2 separate regions of the Mus musculus genome follow, and region 2 is linked to region 1. A link is a contact called in public ChIA-PET data. All regions are on one chromosome and are shown on one strand. Each heading gives the region's core, a stretch centred on a gene start, on an enhancer-like site or on the middle of the called end of the contact. The rest is flanking DNA. Distances are from core to core; before and after follow the strand shown.

The links. ChIA-PET counts read pairs in DNA pulled down with a chosen protein or histone mark.
Region 2: an RNA polymerase II ChIA-PET map of memory CD8 T cells shows a contact between it and region 1, with 364 read pairs. The contact joins the promoter of Slfn5 here to the promoter of Slfn1 in region 1. A contact is called at or near these places in 12 of 39 promoter capture datasets (the 3T3-L1 cell line, the C10 cell line, the HPC-7 cell line and 8 more), 2 of 15 datasets of contacts at CTCF or cohesin (large pre-B cells and pro-B cells), 1 of 484 Hi-C or Micro-C datasets (bone marrow-derived macrophages), 10 of 115 datasets of contacts at active chromatin or transcription factors (the 230-238 cell line, CD8 T cells, the HPC-7 cell line and 6 more) and 4 of 9 other capture datasets (adipose tissue, liver, macrophages and 1 more).

Annotation. Positions count from the first base shown.
Region 1 is chr11:83,114,821-83,120,908 of GRCm38.p6, reverse strand. It overlaps Slfn1 (schlafen 1), which reads right to left and starts at 4,089. Exons shown (of 2, transcript NM_011407.2): 1 at 3,847-4,089. It overlaps Gm51911 (a long non-coding RNA gene), which reads left to right and starts at 335. Exons shown (of 3, transcript XR_003949745.1): 1 at 335-2,560; 2 at 3,468-3,570; 3 at 4,106-6,088.
Region 2 is chr11:82,947,350-82,953,533 of GRCm38.p6, reverse strand. Slfn5 (schlafen 5) reads right to left here and starts at 1,432. Exons shown (of 6, transcript NM_183201.4): 1 at 1,339-1,432. All of the region lies in intron 1 of Slfn5os (schlafen 5, opposite strand), which reads left to right.

The DNA of each region.
Region 1 (6,088 bases), core at 2,840-5,339:
GTGAAGGCCAAGGAAATGGCTAACCAGGAATGGACATTTAGACAGTGGTAGCTTGTATTTGTAGTGACTTCTCTCGGTGTTTTGCTATATTTGTTTTGATTGTTCTGCATTTCAGCATTATTGGATCAGTGAGTGTTTTACCTCCTTCCTAATAGTCAATGTTATGGAACTCAGATTCCGTTGCTTTTCTTACAATAAAGCACAAGAGCCACTTGCCTATGTTTTGGGGTTTTGTTTGCTTGGAAGAAAAAAAATATTATTTTATTTATTACTTTTTATTTTTCTTTTAATAATTTTAGATGTTCATCTACCAGTTGTCTACTTTTATGGGGAAACCTCTGGCAAAATTGCCCATTGGGGATCTAGGAACATACAAAAACAAAGTAGGTCAATGATCTTCCTTTTTTTCTGGGAATAAATTCATTCACACACTTTGGCCATTAGCCTTGAAGAAGATGGACCAGGCTGTGGTCCTCTATTCTTATTTGACACCCACATCCTTACAGTGAGGTAGGTCCTTACATATGAAGCAGAAGCATTGTGACCCAATGCTTGTTTCTATTCAAAGGTCATATAGTTCTTTACTCTGGTGGTGATGAGGACGCTAGGAGGTTTCTAAGTCACTAAGACAATGTCATCTAACTGGCCCCAGGGTCTGGACAAAGGACCTCCAGACAGCTAAGCTCATTCTGTGCTACATCACACCTCAGGGAGATGTTAGTGGTCTTCAAAGAGAAGAGGATTGTCCCTAGATTCCAAACCATCTTGATTTGCACCTCTATACCTACAGTGAGAGAAACAAATATCTGTTCTTCATAACCCACCAAGATTGTGGCAAATTGTTACATCAGGCTGAAGGTCATGAGGCAGACAGCGTCAGGCTCTGTGTCTCTCAACCTTGGTACTATCCTTTTAAGAAATATCAGAATACATTTCACTACAGACTGCGACCTGACATGATTTGACATTTGCCAACTACTTCTTCTTGTTGCTGTTTGCTTAGAATCTTTCTTATTTTTATTTTAGGCATATGGGTGTTTTGCCTACATGCATGTCTGTCACCATGTGAGCATGGTGGTCACAGAGGCCAGAAGAGAGCATCAGATTCCCTGGGACTGGATATCAGCCTGCAGGTGGGTGCTGGAAACAGATCCCTGGTCTTGCTTTTCCTTGGGATCACATATCATTCACAATCAGTTTTTATTAAAACAACAGTGTGCTTAAAAAAAGACTTTTACCTGATGGATAATCCCGTATGTAGTATTACTGTGTTACCGAGAGAGTCACCCATGCAGCTTTCAAATTATTACTGTAAATGTCTTACTAACATGCCTCAGAATGACTGGGGCTTGAGTATGCTAATCACATCAGATTTTCAGTAAGTCCAAGAGTTCCCTCATGGCAGTCCCAGATACAGTATGTTTCAGGAATCTATAAAGATCTGCAGGAATGGGGGGAAGGCACATGGGAGGCCAGGACAGGTAGACAGAATGGAGCCAGACTCCACAAAACTTGAAATGGAACCCCCGAAGGAGCAAAATCATGGGATGAAAGGGTTGGAATTTCTGGAAATGAAGACTTAGGCTAAAACAGAAGGTTGTACTGACCTCCTGCCTGTAGTATGTAAAACAGCTAAAACCATCTAAGCATAAACAGCTCTATGCTTGGAGAGCTAGCTTCTAAAATCAGAATTACTCGGTCATACAGAGGAGATGAAACACCTAAGAATTTGGAAATGAACAAGCAAATTCTTCTCTGGAGGATGACATCAGACTCTTCCCCACCAGATTTATCATGGGCAAGCCTACAGGCTTCTGTCTAGTGCCATAAGGAGAGGACACCATGACTGCAACCCAGGAACAGACAGCAATAGACCCAGCATTCCTCAGGGCTACCTAGAAACTCAGAGCAGAGCAAGGACAAAGCTGCCTTCTTGAGAGATCTTCATTCAAAGAGGACCCAGGGAGAAAGCATTTGAACCTGATCACAAGACATTCCAGAAGCGAGGCTGAGGCAGAAGACCTGATTTGGGCAGGGGAACGCCAGTGAAGCTAGCCCAAGACAATCACTTGCACTTGTGCGTAACTTTACAGTTCAGTAGACTTGGTGAAAAGAAAGCAGGGTGGGGGTGGGGAGGCAGAGAGACAGCGAGACAGAGACAAAGACAGAGAGACAGAGACAGAGAGAGACAGACAGAGAAAGAGAGAGACAGAGACAGAGAAGGACAGAGACAAAGAGACACAGGAAGACAGAGACACAAAACACATAGAGAGACAAAAGAGAGACAGAGTGATCTATTTATGTCTTGCCTATATTTCTTTTCCTTATTATAGCTAGTTAGTGTTGCTTGGCTCCTCCTTCTTCCATGGGAGGGCTGCTCCAGAGTTGAGACCATTTTTGCTGATGGATTGCCTGGAGACATGTTCACCATCACTGCAAAAGGAAGCAGGGAGCCAAGGAGGTGGTGCAAACCTGTCATCTCAGCTCTTGCAGAGTTGAGTTGGAAAACAACCTGGAAGATATTCTGGGCAAGATCTTTCTGCTACAGTCTCCTTGCTGGGTAGGTATGGAGGTAGGGGGTATAAGTAGGGAGGAGACATGAAAGCCAGACAAAAACAAAACTGAAACTCTAGTAAGTTTACATGAAAAGCACTTTCATTTCTGCCCAGATGGAACGTGCAGCCCCACCCTCTTCTATGCGCTGAAAGCAGTCTCTGCTACTTATTCCCTCCCTGCCCTTCCCATCCAGCGCTACCTTAATCAGGTCCTGTCCCAAGACAGCACCCCTGGTTCACTCCCCAACAACAACAGGATCCACATCTCACATTAATGTGCTGATGGAGGATGCATATTCACTGGCAAATTTGGAACTCAGGAGAACTGCAGTGGAATCATTTATAGAGAGTCTGTGGGATAGCCTGGGACCTGGTCTATCTCAATACAACACCTGTGACTACAAAAAACATTTCTATGATTCAAATGCTCCCTGGGGGCATCTATCCAGAAAATGGTCTTTAACAACTAAGCTGGACTCTGAGGCTCACCAAATTTTAATACCTACACGAAACTCCCTGATATCCCAGAAGCAATGAGTTGGTTTTAAATATTAGTAGTTTCTTTCAAAATTCTTTATAGTGTTCACTGGAGAAAATTCTGAGCACTGAAATAAAAAAAATTGCTGTTTTTATCTTTGGTGGAAAACAGATGACAATCAGGCAGGCAACCCTACTTCTGTAAGCAATGCCAATTGGTAGGAAGGCACGGAATGAGGACACAAGAGTGGGAAAAGCTCTTGAGAAACAGCTGTAGAGCATTTCCAGCTAGGATGCTGCTTTGCCTCTTGCTTGGGAGAGCAATGCTCTTGTTTTCTAGGGAAAAACCTCCAGGGTCTGAGGTTCTTAGATCTACTTAGTTCCAGAGTGGAGTTCTTCATTGTTTAAGGGCAATTTCCCCATACCTTTCCACAGGGTCATGTCTTCAAGAAGATGGAGCACCTTCAGAGGGGCTTGCCTCAGTAACTCCTACTTCATACACCCTCTTGGATTATTTCAGAACCTTCTATCTGGATCTGTAAGTAGCCCAATCTACGCAGACCGAGGGAGGGATTTTTCTCTCATCCCACACTCCCCTAGTATCTAAGTCCTCCTCAGCCAGTGATGGAGGCTATGAAGGTCCCAAGGAGCCAGAGTTCCTAGAGAAGCACCAAAGCAGCCAGGGTTGTCCTTAGAGCTCTGGGTTGTACTGGCAGCCCCACATCATCCCACAGCCCGCAGAATGCATTCTTGGTAGGCACTGGGACAGAGAGGTTGCGACAGAGGCGGCGGCCATGGAGGATGGCTCACTTACCTAAGCTGCTCTACTGAGCACGTTCCCTCAGCTGCTTGAAGTCAACTGCGAGCTAGCTGTGAGCTAGCTGTGCTGTGGACACTTGCGGGCCAGAGGAAGTAAGGCAAAAGCTTGAGACACCCACAGCAGTGGGAGTGGTGGCTGTCTCCAGAAGTCCTTCTCAGCACTTGGATTTGAGGGATGAGCTACAGTGCCTGTGGTTGCTCTCGGCTTTTGTCTTGACCGACCTTAGTGGATTGCACTGTTTCATCCTCTCTAGGTCCCGATTTCAGTTTTGGAGAACCCCGGTTTCATTGGTTGATGTCACTCCAGGAAGTGTGAGACATCTCCTTCAGCTCTTTCATCCCCTCTGTGATTGCCACTCCACCTGTCAGAACTGAAGAACAAGGCTTCTAGACTTTTGAACTTAACCTTTACAGCGTCACTCAAATCCCCAGGGCAAAGCTGCGGCTGCTGCTGTCCTGACCCTCAGAAGAGCAGGTGACACTAGGCACAGCATGAGCACCTGTTGAAGCCTCTCCAGGGAGGAAGATGATTGGAGAGGGAAGCTGAGCCAGGGGAGGCAGAGTAGGATGCTGGCTCACAAGGTGCAAGCTGCATCTCCTAACTCTTTGGGAAGATGGGTTTCTATGGGAGGTTCCAAGGGCAACCCAAGCGGACAAGACTCACCAGCTCTTTCTTTGTGCCCTCTCTTTTGATAATTTTGGTAATATAAGTTTCCCTGGCTCAGTGCATTTTAGATCCAAAAAGCCAGCTATGAGAAGAAAGACAAGGCTGTAGAGTTGAGAGGAGAGAAAATGAAGGGAGTGAGCAGAAAGGACAAGCCTGGGAAAAGTGATAGGAGCGAGGAGGCAAGGGAGCAGCAGAGGTCCCTCAGAAACCCAGCTGTGGGTGCCTCTCCACCATCAGCCTCAGGCAGGTGTGGAGACTGGGGGTGACTCCAGCACCCTTACTCAAGACACCCCAGTTCAAGGGAAATGGATCAGTAACAAGATGCCCTACTTCCTACCCCACCTTAACACCTATAAGTATGAATGTTAATTTGTTGCAGTTGGGTTTGGATCTTTTGTGACATACTGTTGTTAGGACAATGCCACATTCATTCTGTTATCTTCTGGACTTTCCCGCCACTCTTATGTTCCTGAGCTTCTGGGACCTCAGAAGGAAATGGTGCCTAAGACCTCGAACCTAAACTTGATCTGCCAACACAAACTTGTATCCAGTGCCCTTGCACACCTATTGGACATCATTGCAAGTTTTGGACCTTACAACACTTGACTCATCAGAATTTCTCATTTTCTAGAATCCTTGAAGTTTCAGTAGAATCTCAGATGTTGCAAAATATATACTGGTATGAATGCTTTACTTATGTGGTATATGCATACTCATACATGCATAGTGAAATGCCATTCAGATGTAAAGAAAAGTGAAATCATGTCCTTTCCAGGAATGAAAACAGAAGTGAAGAGGAAACACTCACTGTGCTGAAGAAAATGACCTGGAAATGCAAATATGCCTAGCATCTCACCTCTATGGAATTTCACACTGTTGCTTGAAGAAGGTATCTAAAGGGAGGAGGAAAAAGAAATGAGAGAAGCTGGAGTAGCCACAAATGACAAATATTGCATGTTTCTCTAATTTGCAAAATCCAGATCTGTATATACACGTATATTCATGGACACCAGAGGGCGACTGTGGGATGAGTAAGGTAACCATCAGAAGAGAAGAGGAAGAAGAGGGGAGGAAAAAGGGGAGGTGACTGTCAGTACAATGGCATTGTGTGGGAAGCTGTAACCAGTACACTATTTTATGTGTTGGCTAAAAACAATTTAAACACAAGCAAACATGAATATTCCAGATCCTCCAGTTCTGTCTACTCAACAGCAGGAGCTGTGTATCAGATGCCAGAAGGATCACCTCTTCATCTTAGAAAGCATTGGTCAGAGAAGACAACAGCGCTATCCCGGAGATCCTTGAGAGGAGGGGGAGTGGGTGATTGACTGGCAAACTTTGGGGGTGATTGTACACCCAAAATGAGTTGGTTATGATGATTATGCTCTTTCATGCCACTAAAGGCTTGTTGGGAACCTGCTGAGCCACTGAGGTCATCAGACATCTCTGTGGACATCGGGCATCTTGACAGTAGCAGCAGCAGCATCTAGCTCCATAGGCAGCATTCCAGTTATGCAGATTAAGGTGTGGTGCTTGATCTTATAAGTTCAAGATCTGAGTATCCAGGGCC
Region 2 (6,184 bases), core at 183-2,682, 160 kb after region 1:
AGGTTGGTCTTGAACTTCTGGAGATCCACCTGCGACTGTCTTTCCAGTGCTGGGACTAACGGGTGTGGGTCTCACCTGGCATTTTAAGACTTTTAGATGCCTCTAATCTTTGTTTTCCTTCTCCCTTGCTTGTTATAAGTCTAGACTTCTTAGATCCACCAAGTGCCCTCTCAGTGAAAACCTACTGTGTGCTGAGGAGAACAGTGGGCTTTACAAACTGTGCACAATTTAAAAGACACCTCCTCTCCTCCCTTGCAGTTACATAAGAGCAGGAAGTAATACCCTCGAGAAGTTTGAGAGTAGTTTTTCGTTTTGTTTCATATTTTCACCAACAAAGACATTAGAATGTAGAGACTGCCTTTTGGGTCCAGCAGCGACTCCTGAAAGTCCTCCTGCTATGTCAATAATTCAGAAATGGAGTTCTGCTTTCTGATTGGCAGAACTCCTATCCCATCTGGAAAATCCACAGCCATGTCAGTCTCTTCTTTCACTTTCACAAAGATAGAGGCATTTAAAGTTTAAATGTCTTCTGGCATTTAAACCCTTCCATCCGGTTCAGCGTGCTGTGGCACTAAGTCACTGCTCTGCCATAGGTTCAGACACAGAAACCCTCAGTTCCTGCCTATTCCCCTCTCCCACTTCCCCACCACACACACACACACACACACACACACACACACACACACACACACACACACACATTAGGGATCAGTTTCTATTTCCCAGGCACGACAAACCCAGCTTTGGAGAACTTCAGACAGTACACCCACTTCCTCTTAGGGCCTTGCCTCTGAACCACGAGCAACCACCTCACCCCAACCCTAGGACCTGAGGAGCTACTACCAAGTGCTTTCATCTCTCTGATCACTTCCCCTGCCACTTCTGCTTTCAGAACCACCCTGTTTAAAGGGAAACAAAGTCACAGAATCATGCTTTGCAGACCTGCTTCTTTGGTCTGCCCACTGAATTGTTGTTAACCGCGTTATCAGTTATCACAGACACTGGGCTCTGTAGGCACCAAGCCAGAGGTTTAAAGGTGACTCTGGTGATAGACCGGACACTTCTCGTCTCCTCCCCGAGATAGGTCCCTCTCCTCACTCGGCCACCTTCCCCGGGACTTCCCTTCCCAAGCCTTCAACACCTCCGGCCCTCTGCCGCCTAAGCCTATGGGCCCCAGATGCTTCCCAGCCGGCTATCCATGGATGTTACCACAGGTTATAGGAAGCGAACTCTGGAATTCAGGCGCGGCACCCTGCCTCCCCACAACCTCGCGGGGGAACCTGATGACCCTGGATCTGATAAAAAAACTTGTGCAAAAGACTAAGAGGAACCCGTTACCCGCCGGAGTCTGTCCTCCGCAGCCCGCAGGGCGCCCCGTCTCCTGGAATCAGAGCTGATGTCCTGGGTCCAGAGTGGAGACCTCTACCCTGTGTGCTCTTGTCCTTAAATCAGCTGAGCGCAGTGACATCGCATGGGGCGGGGCAATCTGCAGAAAGCAGTCCTGTTCCATGGACCAGGAAACCCCAGTGCTTCCAGTAACCTCAGTTAACTTTAAGAAAGAGAAGAGCTTTTTTTTTTTTCTTTTTCACTTTGAAGGGGCGTTAATAGTTCTTACGGCCACTCAGGGAAGGAAACCTGGCACAATCCCATGTCCCCCAAACCTCCCCGACCCTACTTGACCCTTCACGGGACCCTTCAGACTCCACTGCTCCAGGGTCCCTCTCCTCGGTGCCTGAAAGTCCCTCAGTTTCCCTGGTTTCTGCTGGAATCCTCACAGCAAGATCTTCAGCTTACCAAGGACAGCGATCTTCAGGATGATGGGTCGGTGGAGGCACCTGGAAAAACAAGAGGCAGAAAATTAAAGCCCTCCTTTTTTTTTTTTTTATTACGTATTTTCTTCAATTACATTTCCAATGCTATCCCAAAAGTCCCCCACCCCCGACTCCCCTACCCACCCATTCCCATTTTTTGGCCCTCCTTTATCTCCACTTCCCCAAACGTTCCAGATTGTTGATATCCCCCGCGTCCCACCCCCGCCCTGCTTTCCTCTACCTTTACCCTCCAGGCGCGGTTTCCTGCAGAACAAGTTGCTGCTTGGGGGCTGAAGGGGGGGACAGGGTAGTTCGAAAGGATCCAGAGCAGGATATGCTGCAACTGGGAGTGAGGGTGGAGGCGGAAAAGGACTGAGCTCCCAGGGGGCTAACTCCAGCCTAGATTTCCCGACCCTAAGCATTCCTCCAGTCCTGGAGCCAACTGTCCTCTCCTGCCCTTCTTTGCGCTTCTTAATGTTCTGGCGAGTACATATTTCTCTTAACTCTTTACAACTCAGGCATGGATACCCCCAGAACCCCTGGAGCTGGGGGAACAAATCAGGTTCCCTCCTCCCCAACAGACTAAAGAAGCAAGCTAAAGGAAGCGGAAAGGGGGAGGGGTGCTGTTAAAGAGATTTAAAGCCATTAATAATCTCTCTATTAGTTAGAGACTCAGCTGCCAGCACTTTCCCTTCTCCTGCAGTCAACACAGTTGGAGGCTGCAGTCAGTAAGTCCAGAAAAGCCCAAGGGTGTCACAGAGAGATTCATGTTGGATTCTGTAGCCTTGTGACTCATGGGGGGAGGGGGTGGAGAAGGCACGGGGACTGGGACCTGGCGACCACACCCTTTCATAGCAGCCAGAAGCATAAAGCCTGGTCAGCCTTTTTACATTTCTTCTTTGAAATCCAGATAACTGGTATATAATATTCCCCTTTAAGCAAAGATACATTTCTCACTCTCCATATGTGTCCATGTGTGTGCAGGTACACACACATGTACAGCTATACATGCACATGCATGTTTATACAAGAAGGCCAGAGGACAGACAGTTCATCTGCCCTTCTGTAAACACCTTCTGCCTCGTTTTGAGACAGGCTCTTTCATTGAACTCACCAAATAGGCCAAGATGGTGGGCCAGCAAGCACCCAGTGCTTCCTCTGTGCCTTCCAGGCACTGGGATTACAAACACCCGGTTTGTAGAGATGAAACTCAGATTTGAGCTACCTCTCTAGGCCTCTTTAACCATTCCTGACAGCGAGTTAAAAGTAAACTCTTCATAGACATGCTTACAACGCTCCTTACAATGTTTGCCATTTGATAAAGTGGAATAAAACGAGCTCGGTCTCGAGAGGAAATTGATGTTTTATCAACATCTGTTTAAATGAACAATACATAGCACAGTTAATGTAGGAAGAGCCTATCCTGCAGAGCACCTACACTGAGGTCCGAGAGTGCCCTGACTCTTTTCCTGTCCCAGTAGATAGGGCTCTTCTCAGGAAGCTTAGTCCTTCAACCAAGTCTCAATTTTCTGTTGGGGGAACAGAAAAACAGAAGAGGCTTGGAATTTTCTTTCTGCACTTTTCCCTCAGATTGCAATCACCTTAGCAGAAACAAAAATTCTCTAGAGGGGCTGGTGAGATGGCTCAGCGGGTAAGAGCACTGACTGCTCTTCCAAAGGTCCTGAGTTCAAATACCAGCAACCACATGGTGGCTCACAACCATCCGTAGTGAGATATGACACCCTCTTCTGGTCTGTCAGCTACAGTGTACTTACATATAATAATAATTTTTTTTTAAAAAGTAGTTTTAAAAAATTCTCTAGAGAGTGCCCTCCCTTTGGATTGTCAGTTGAGACAGTGGGCTTGGAAACTACTTGGGGGAATCTCACACTGGGAAAAGGAGAGGTGGCAGCTAGAGAAGGAACTGACTCTCTGGAAGTGCTTTCCCACAGCTCAGACAACTTGCAGGACAGACAGAACCCAGACAGCAATGGGTCAACTTACTAGCAAGACTACACCTTGACCAGGAGTACTGAATTCTGCACACCCTCAGCTTCTGTTTAACTCTAAGCTTGACATCAGTGCCTAGAAGGACTTGTGGGTCACTGGGCCTCCTTGTTTGATCCTCTCCCCGATGTGTGGCCTCCCACACTGAATAACTCTTTCTCTGCTTGTCACTACTACTTATTTCTCTAATTGTTGTATTTAGGATGGGTGGCTGAGTCAGTTTATTGGGGGTTGCCAGGTTTGGGCTTTACCCTCCAAATCTCCAGCAGACAACTTTTCACCTACTGAGAATGAATGTTACCACGTAGAGAAGTGACTTTCTTTCCAAAGACGGCCATTTCCTACTCCAGCAAACAGGAAAGCATGTGATGTTTCCTGGCGGAGAATTAAGACAACAGATGAACCAGAGGCTATGAATCAACTGACCTTAAAATAAAGATATGGTCATCGGAGCCAAAAGATTAGACAGAGAGATATCTCCATCGGATCTCTTTCCTTGGAACTCTGGGAGCCCCACGGAAAAGGGGGGAGGAAAAACTGTAGGAGCCTGAGGGGTTGAGGACACCAGGAGAACATGGCCTACAGACATCAACTAAGCCGGGTTCACCCGGGCTCACAGAGACTGAAGCAGCAATCACAGAACCTGTATCTGTCCTTGCGAGGTCTTCTGAGTACTTGCTGTGGCTGATTAACCTGGTGCTTTTGTGGAACTCCTCACAGTGTGATTGAGGTGTGTATGTGTGTGTGTGGGGGGGGGGGGTGTACATCTCTTGACACTCTCAGATCTCAGGACCCTTTTCCTCCTCCTGGGTTGTCTCACCTAGCCTTGATAGGAGGGTTTGTGCCTAGTTTTATTGTAACTTGTTATGCCATGTTCAGGGGCTAACCCTGGGAGGCTTGCTCTTTTCTGAAGGGAAACAGAGGAGGAGTGGATCTAAAGGAGAGGAGGGTGGTGGGGGGCAACACTGCAAGGAATGGAGGGCAGAGAAACTGGGGTCAGGATGTATTGAAAACAAAATTTTGGCTAAAAAGAAGGAATGTAGATAAATAAATTAAAATAAAATAAAAGAGGTCGTCCTGACTGCCTGTGATGTTCACAAGGATGCTATCAGACCCTGCTTTCTTGGAATGTTCTGGAAGTCTAAGCTTCCTAGGCTCTGGGGCTATCTTAGTATTCAAGTGGAAAGCGGAAACTTGTTGGCAGTTCATGAGATGTTGACGCTCAATTTTAAGAACAATTGCTTGGGAGGCTGAAGAGAAGGCTAGGAGTTAAGAGCGTTCCCTGCTCTTTCAAAGGATCTGGTTTCGATTCCCAGCACCCACATGATGGTTCACCACTCTCTGTAGCTCCAGTTGTAAGAGATCTGATGCCCTTTCTGACCTCAAAGGGTTCTGCGGGTGCATGGTTCACAGATCCAGGCACAGGCAAACACCCATATGCATAAAAGAAAAATGAATAAGATCTCAAAAAAAGTATCGATAGTGAACATTTATAACTAAGGTGGTTCTTCTTGTAACCTATCAAGCAGGAGGAAATCACTCAGCAGTGAAATACACACTTTAAAAGAGAAGTTCATCGCCAGGCGGTGGTACACTTCTTTCATCCCAGCACTCAGGAGGCAGAGGAAGGCAGATCTCTGAGTTCCAGGCCAGCCTGGTCTACAGAGCGAGTTCCAGGACAGCCAGGGCTACACAGAGAAACCCTGTCTCAAAAAAAAAAAAAAAAAAACAAACAACAACAACAAAAATAAAGTCATAAAGCCAAAGCACATTAACTAGATATGATTGAATTAAGGAAGACTGAGGTTTTAATTTAGGAAAAAACCTTCCAAGATATTAAGGGATTTGAATCCACACCAGGGGAGTTCACAGTGAGGCACCAAGCACATCACAAGGCACAAGGAGTCAGCTCGGAACTAGGCTGCTCCTCCCTTGCCCTTCCTCCCAGTCACTTTCTGCACACATGGTTGCTTTCACTCTGAGGTTGTTAAACAAAACAAAAGGTAGGCCCTGTAACAGCTGGAGAAACTTTCAAATTCTCGAATTCTTGATAAAAGGAAACCAGCTTGTTAACCAACACATTTCCTGGGTGTGCCACTGAAAAGCAAGTAGCTACCTTGCTGGTCCTGTGCTCAGAGAGGTTGTAGGCAGAGGAGAGACTGTTCTGTGTATACCGCAATGACAGCGTTTGTCAAAACCCACAGGCCACACAACCCAGAAGGAATCCTAACACACACAGCCTGAGGGCTTTGAATAATTATGCTACATCAGTGTAGGCTCATCGGCTGTAACAAATGTGCTACTGTGCAGCAAACATCCTTGTGTGAGGATAAAAGGTATGTGGGAACCCTCTGCATTCTGGTCTA